Linked DNA regions of Drosophila melanogaster: region 2 is linked to region 1. A link is a contact called in public Hi-C data. All regions are on one chromosome and are shown on one strand. The core of a region is the stretch at or near the end of the contact, and the rest is flanking DNA. Distances in the headings are between cores, read along the strand shown.

What was found. Hi-C and Micro-C count contacts between places; a contact is called where the count stands out from the background.
Region 2: a Hi-C map of the Kc167 cell line shows a contact between it and region 1, with 3 times the contacts expected there. A contact is called at or near these places in 11 of 107 Hi-C or Micro-C datasets (the D17-c3 cell line, the Kc167 cell line, the Ras3 cell line and 3 more).

What each region holds. Positions count from the first base shown.
Region 1 is chr3R:22,586,383-22,589,249 of dm6, forward strand. Efa6 (Exchange factor for Arf 6) reads left to right here and starts at 1,373. Exons shown (of 15, transcript NM_170027.4): 1 at 1,373-2,036. The coding sequence starts at 1,899. btn (buttonless) reads right to left here and starts at 243. Exons shown (of 1, transcript NM_170026.2): 1 at 1-243. The coding sequence starts at 243.
Region 2 is chr3R:22,685,177-22,688,215 of dm6, forward strand. Gclm (Glutamate-cysteine ligase modifier subunit) reads right to left here and starts at 1,334. Exons shown (of 1, transcript NM_001275916.1): 1 at 1-1,334. The coding sequence starts at 1,174. The coding sequence ends at 317. It overlaps CG17625, which reads left to right and starts at 1,673. Exons shown (of 1, transcript NM_142821.3): 1 at 1,673-2,231. The coding sequence starts at 1,728. The coding sequence ends at 2,156. wfs1 (wolfram syndrome 1) reads right to left here. Exons shown (of 4, transcript NM_142822.3): 4 at 2,366-3,039. The coding sequence ends at 2,391.

The DNA of each region.
Region 1 (2,867 bases), core at 123-2,622:
CCGGAGTTTGGACCTTTGGCTTGGAAGTTCTTGACCAGTAGGTGCCTCATTTTGTAACCATTGATCGTTCGCTTCGTTGCACCAATTAGTTTCTAGTTTATTGTAATCCGCGTAGGAAGAAGACGCACTGTGGTCATATACATAGCTGCAGTCCGTATAGCCCTCCGTTTGGTTCAGCCACGATTTCGTAATATCCTCGTAGCAATAGGATTCTTGGTAGACGTTCGCGTGGGAGTTCTTCATTGCCGATGTCTTTGCTTCTAGGTCTAAACTATTACTGAAATCTCAGATTCGGCGGAGCTGCTTTTTAAACAAGGCGCAGAGTGTGCCAGGCCAATCTGCTTTTTCACTTAGTCGCAAATGATGTGCTGCTGATATGATAATTGTGCGCAACATCTGGACCTCGGGTATGAGTGGTTATGACACCCGCAGATCGGCTTGTTGTCTTTGCCTACGAACTGTTGTCACAACAAACCCGAATCCGATTCCCAGCCCCTTCCCCAGGCGTCCGGTCAGAAACGGAAGTGGACGCATGAGTCAAGTGCTTTGTGCCACCAACTGCGGAGCTATAAAATTTTAATAGACAACCGTCGGCGAGTCGTAAGACCCAGTCGGAGATTTATCTGAAAGTCGCAATTGCACGCGCTTTTAAAGTCGATGCGGCGGATTACGAGTGACCATTGAGTGTATATTCCTAGATAATCCATGACAAAGTGGAGTTTTATATAATAATTAATGGGGAAATAAGTGCGTGTCACAGAAATGGTTAAGGGATAAAATAGTTCAATAAAATAAGTCTTACGGGGGTTTTAGAAATTAGAAAAGAAATCAAAAAATTTTGATATCCTATTATGAAACCAATTATAAAATGGACACAGCAAAAACGTAAATTCTAGCTTCTGCTTATTTTTCTTGGGGCTTAGGTATACCCTTTTTTATTTGAGTTTTTATTAAATAATATACCGGTATATGAAAATTAACCGGTTCCGGTTTTAAATTATCCGCATTTATTTTCAAACTGAATAAGTGTTGGGTAATCTTTTTTGGTTAAGGCATAGGCACATTTCAAGTGTTGCCAGACTATGACATTCCAAAGGGCATTCAGTGATATCTGTTGTCCTTCGCTGTGTAGTTATTGTTTGGCTAGATTTATTCATATATTTCTTTTAATTTTCCTTTGTCAGCTAATAAATCTCATTTAATCTAGAAAAAGTATACAAGAGGTTTAAATATATCTATCGATAGAAATGAAGCAACGGTAGAAATACTTTCCGATATCTATCGATATATTAATACTTTTATGCTTCCCATCCCCAGTGCAATAGTACAATTTACAATTTACAATCATTTAGTACAATCTGCGATATCTGGGCATCCACATTCGCCAAAATATGTGCGGCTAAAACCCCCCGCGAACCGCTAAGCGGCGGCGAAACAGTCGGACAAAAGCGACATAAAGAAACGAAGCGAGAAGCAGACGGGCGAATTAAACAAGTTTCGTTTGCGTGGAACGCAGAATTGCGTGGAAAGAAAGCCAACGAAGTAGAAGAAGAAGCAGCGCAGCAAATGCAATAATGTTTAATGTTTAAACAAATTCGCCAAGGAGTTTCATTCTTTTTTTCAAATCGTCATCCGTGAGTGCGTGTATGAGTGTTTGTGAGCGTGTGTGTTTGTGTGCATGTTGTGAAGTGGAAAGAGTGAAAACAAAATGAGAGTGTGCAAATGAAGTTGGCCAAGCCCAAAACAGCGAGAATTAATTAAAGCGACTAAGAAAAGTGGCCGTCGCCCAAAGGATTAATCACGCCCAGGGGTTACCCACCCACACCGCCAACCAACCAAACGAAAACTCGGTGAAAAGAGTGTGAACCGATCGGCAGCAGGACGCCGAAGGACCCAAAATGAGCGAGGAACTGAAAGTGGTGCTGCGGCGCAGCGAGCAGCATTCCGGTTTCGGGTTTTCGCTACTCGGAACCACCGGACCGCCACATGTCATCTACGACATCGTCGAGAATTCGCCGGCAGCCGATTGCGGAGCGGTAAGTGAAGCAAACACAACAGCACACCGCAGTTGCAGCTCCTCTGCGCCTTTGTGTGTGCTGTGTGTCATTCCATTCCCGTCTGGGACAGGAGGACTGGCGGAGTCCTCACACCGAGCGGCCCATGCCACCCCCTCATATCCACCCACCGGTGACCTCCGACCACCTCTACCAATGACTTCATCAACCACCGGGCACTGGAAGCAGCCAGCGAAGAAGCAGAAGCAACAGCTCCCTTGCTGGGCTCACTTTTGGCAACGCCACATTTTAGACTACAGTAGAGCCTCGACAAGGCACACCGCCCAATAGCGGAATTTATTAAAGATCATTAAATGGAAATACGTAGCTGGCAAAATTGACAAAATTCATAGAAATCATGCCAGTTTCTAGTTAAGATTGCTGTTCTGCAATACTCATTTTTCCCTGGAATTTTGTGCTTTTCAGGGAATATTAAGGAGATTTTAGAGAATTGACAAAAAATTGACAATTGACAAAATTCATAGAAATCATGCCAGTTTCTAGTTAAGATTGCTGTTCTGCAATACGCATTTTTCCCTGGAATTTTGTGCTTTTCAGGGAATTTTAAGGAGATTTTAGAGAAGTGCAATAACAAATTGTGTGATTTCAGCACCGTTTTAAAATTTTTGAAGGATTTGTATACCGTCCAACTGCCGTTACATAAGCATTCAAACGGAAAACAAATTATTCATGACGTTTTATCTGACGCAAAGTGCATACGTACATATGTATGTATGTATGTACATACATAGATAAGTACGATTTTTTATGGCAGCTGGTGGCTTGAGTTTTGGAAGTTGGATTGTGTGCAAA
Region 2 (3,039 bases), core at 84-2,583, 99 kb after region 1:
CAGAGCATATAAATTACACCAGCTGGACGTACACTTAATTTGTAGCCGAGGCATTCAAACCGGTTGGGGCTCAAATCGCTAAACCCCCAGCAGCTGGAAGCCAGTGACACACAATAGCCAATTGCCAATTGTCGTTTTTGAAACGCTTTATGTTCAGAATAAGTATTTTAAAATCGTTTACAGCAAAGTGAATCGATCGGCTTCGAATCATCAATTTGGGTTTTGTATAACAAACAATAAGTACACCACTGTACACAGCATACATTACAAACATTAAAACTATAGCCTAGCATCTGTATGTGGGAGTTACTTAAAACTAAACGCTCGACCTCGACGCGCCCACGATGTAGCCCTTGGCGGTGAGAACGCCCCGGCAGCGGACATGCACCTGGTAACGCAGTGTCCAGTCGATTGTGTAGCCAGGGACCAGTCCGTCGAACTGCTCCACGGGCAGCAGGAGCTCGGGATCGCTGTGCGTGTTCAGTTGGATGTCGTGAGCGGTGCAGAACTCCTGCAGTTCTGGTGGCACCACGCAGCACGTAGACAGGTTGACCTGGGCAATTGTGGGCACAACCTGTGCGCTGTTGTGTAGCTCCTCCAGCGCCGCCGCATCCAGATCGGCAATTCCCAGCTGTGTAATCTGCTGCTTGAGGGCATATTGCTCCAGTGTTTTGTACAGTTCCTTCAGCTCTGCCACTCCTTCCTTTCCATTGCGCTGGCTCCAGTTTGTAGCCCTGCTGACGTTGGAATCCTCGGAACAGGGCGGTTTGGTTGTGGCCACCGGCGTTGCGGTGGCAACCGCATTCGGGTGGTAGGCCAACACCACATTGTCCACGTGCGTCACACTAAGTATGTGGAGCAGCTCCTCCACCGCCTGATTCACAGACTCTGTGGAGTGGCGATTGAGGAATATCTTGGCACCGATACTTATCTCATTCCGTCCATTCTCCGTCAAGCGGGTGGTCAACTCCTGGGTGGCCCTTTGCACCCGCCCATGCAGCTCGTCGATCTCCTTTTCAACCACCACGCGCTCCGCAGTCGAGTCGGTGTGGAGCGTTATCTTCAGGCCGTCGTACAGCTCCTCGTTCGATTTGCGCTGTCCCAGTTCCGTGGCGATGATGTTGCCCGTGCTAATCACCACGTTCTGGTACTTCTTCGTTATGGTCGGTATCATGGTGACAAGTGTTCTCCTTATTTGGTATCTGCTACTTTCGCGACCGTCCAGACAACTGCAGCCCTCTCAGGTGTGTGAAACGCGTGTGTTCTCGAGCACCGACCGCTTGGCCACTTAAATACACTTTGCACCGAAGTGTGGAGAGAGAAATAAATTCTGCTGACAGCTGGTGATGGACGTTGGCCGATTGGCTTCGATAAGGTTATCGAAAAGTATCCATGCGCCGCCAGGGGTACTAGATCCAAATGAAATACAATTTAAAATTCGAATGTATAATAATAATTACAGTGTTGCCCAACTAATAAGTCTAGTGCCCTCATTGTTCATAAAAAGCATGACCATTGAAAATGTATTTAAAATTTGTATTTTAAGCTTATATATTTAGGTAGCTATTTATTTAATAAGGAAAAGCAGCCGGTTAATAAAACAATTTTATTGAGTACGTATGCCTTAAAATGTCATATCTAACCGGTAAATTGTAACGGTTTCCAGTTGTAACTGTTGTTTAAAGTGTTCAATTTGGAGATTTAGAGATTATAATAGAAGAACTAGGATGTGTGGACGGGCTGTGCGCGATTGGTTGGTGCTATTGACCATGGAGAAGTACATTGGTAAATTCCTGGAGCGGGGGTACGACAGCATTGAACGCTGCAAGCTTATTATCGTAAGCGATCTGATCATGCTGGGAGTGGATAATCCCGCTCATAGGAAGCTCCTGCTCGAGGGAGTCCGGTTCTTGGTCAACGCACCCGAGCAGTTCATCTGCAAGGAGCCGTGTGAGCTGCATGAGGAGATTGAACTGAAATTAGACCCGGATGTTGAGTTGTTTGCTTCGCTAAAGTGCCTGGAAAATGTTGATTTCCTAGAAACACCTGTTCCATATTCGCTAACATCTCCACAAAAGACGCTCACAACTCGGGACTCTTGCAAATGGAATGTCAAAGGTGTGGATCAGTTACCTTCCGATAACATATTTAACTAAATACAAACAAAGCAAAAAATAATGCGTGTGATAAGGATCTTTATATATTTTTAAGAACCAATAAAACGACAATTGAAAAGCTGTTTTACAACACTATCATAATCAACCAATATAATTTCGTAAATATTTTTCAGTTTAAATAAATACATATGTATCTATTATATTAAAGTAAAAAAAATGGGGTGAGCAGATTACAAGAAACTCATACTCCTGTGTTTTTTAATTTAATGAAAATTACTTAAACGTAATTAAAGGATTCAACAAAGCGTTCAACAAATACTTGATGCCTCTCATCAAATCTTGGAGGCGTGCATCCATGGGTGAAGCGGCCACCACTCGCTCGATGCTGGCCGTACCCAAATCCCGCGACCGGCACTCCACACACTCGATGGTTTTCAGCTTCACCTGCACGTTGTCAGCCAAAAGCCGAGAATTGTGCAGGATTCCATAGAATAGTACAACATCGCCCTCGCTTAGGAGCCGTGTGAAGTTCCCAAAGTCATGGTGAGCTCGTAGGATAACATCTGTGGTGGTGGAACGACCCAGTAGACGGCCACTCCTCTTGGTGCCCACCTTGACCAGCAGCTCGTACTCGTAGCGATTCCATCGCTGCAGTGTGCAACTACCGCTCTGAGCATTGAATGTCTTGAACACGCTCCGCCACTCCTCGCACTGCGCATCCAATTTGGGATCGCATTTGAAGTGCTGCGATATATTCTCGCCATGCAAGCAGCGCAGCATCCTGCCCAGCCAAACGGGCAAATAGTTCGCAATGGTATCCTCCAAAAAATTGGACACCCGCGAGATTTCCACTTTGGTGACGCTGCCCTCCCATATCACGGGCATTCCATTCAGAAGGGAGCAACGCAGCTGGGCTTTTATC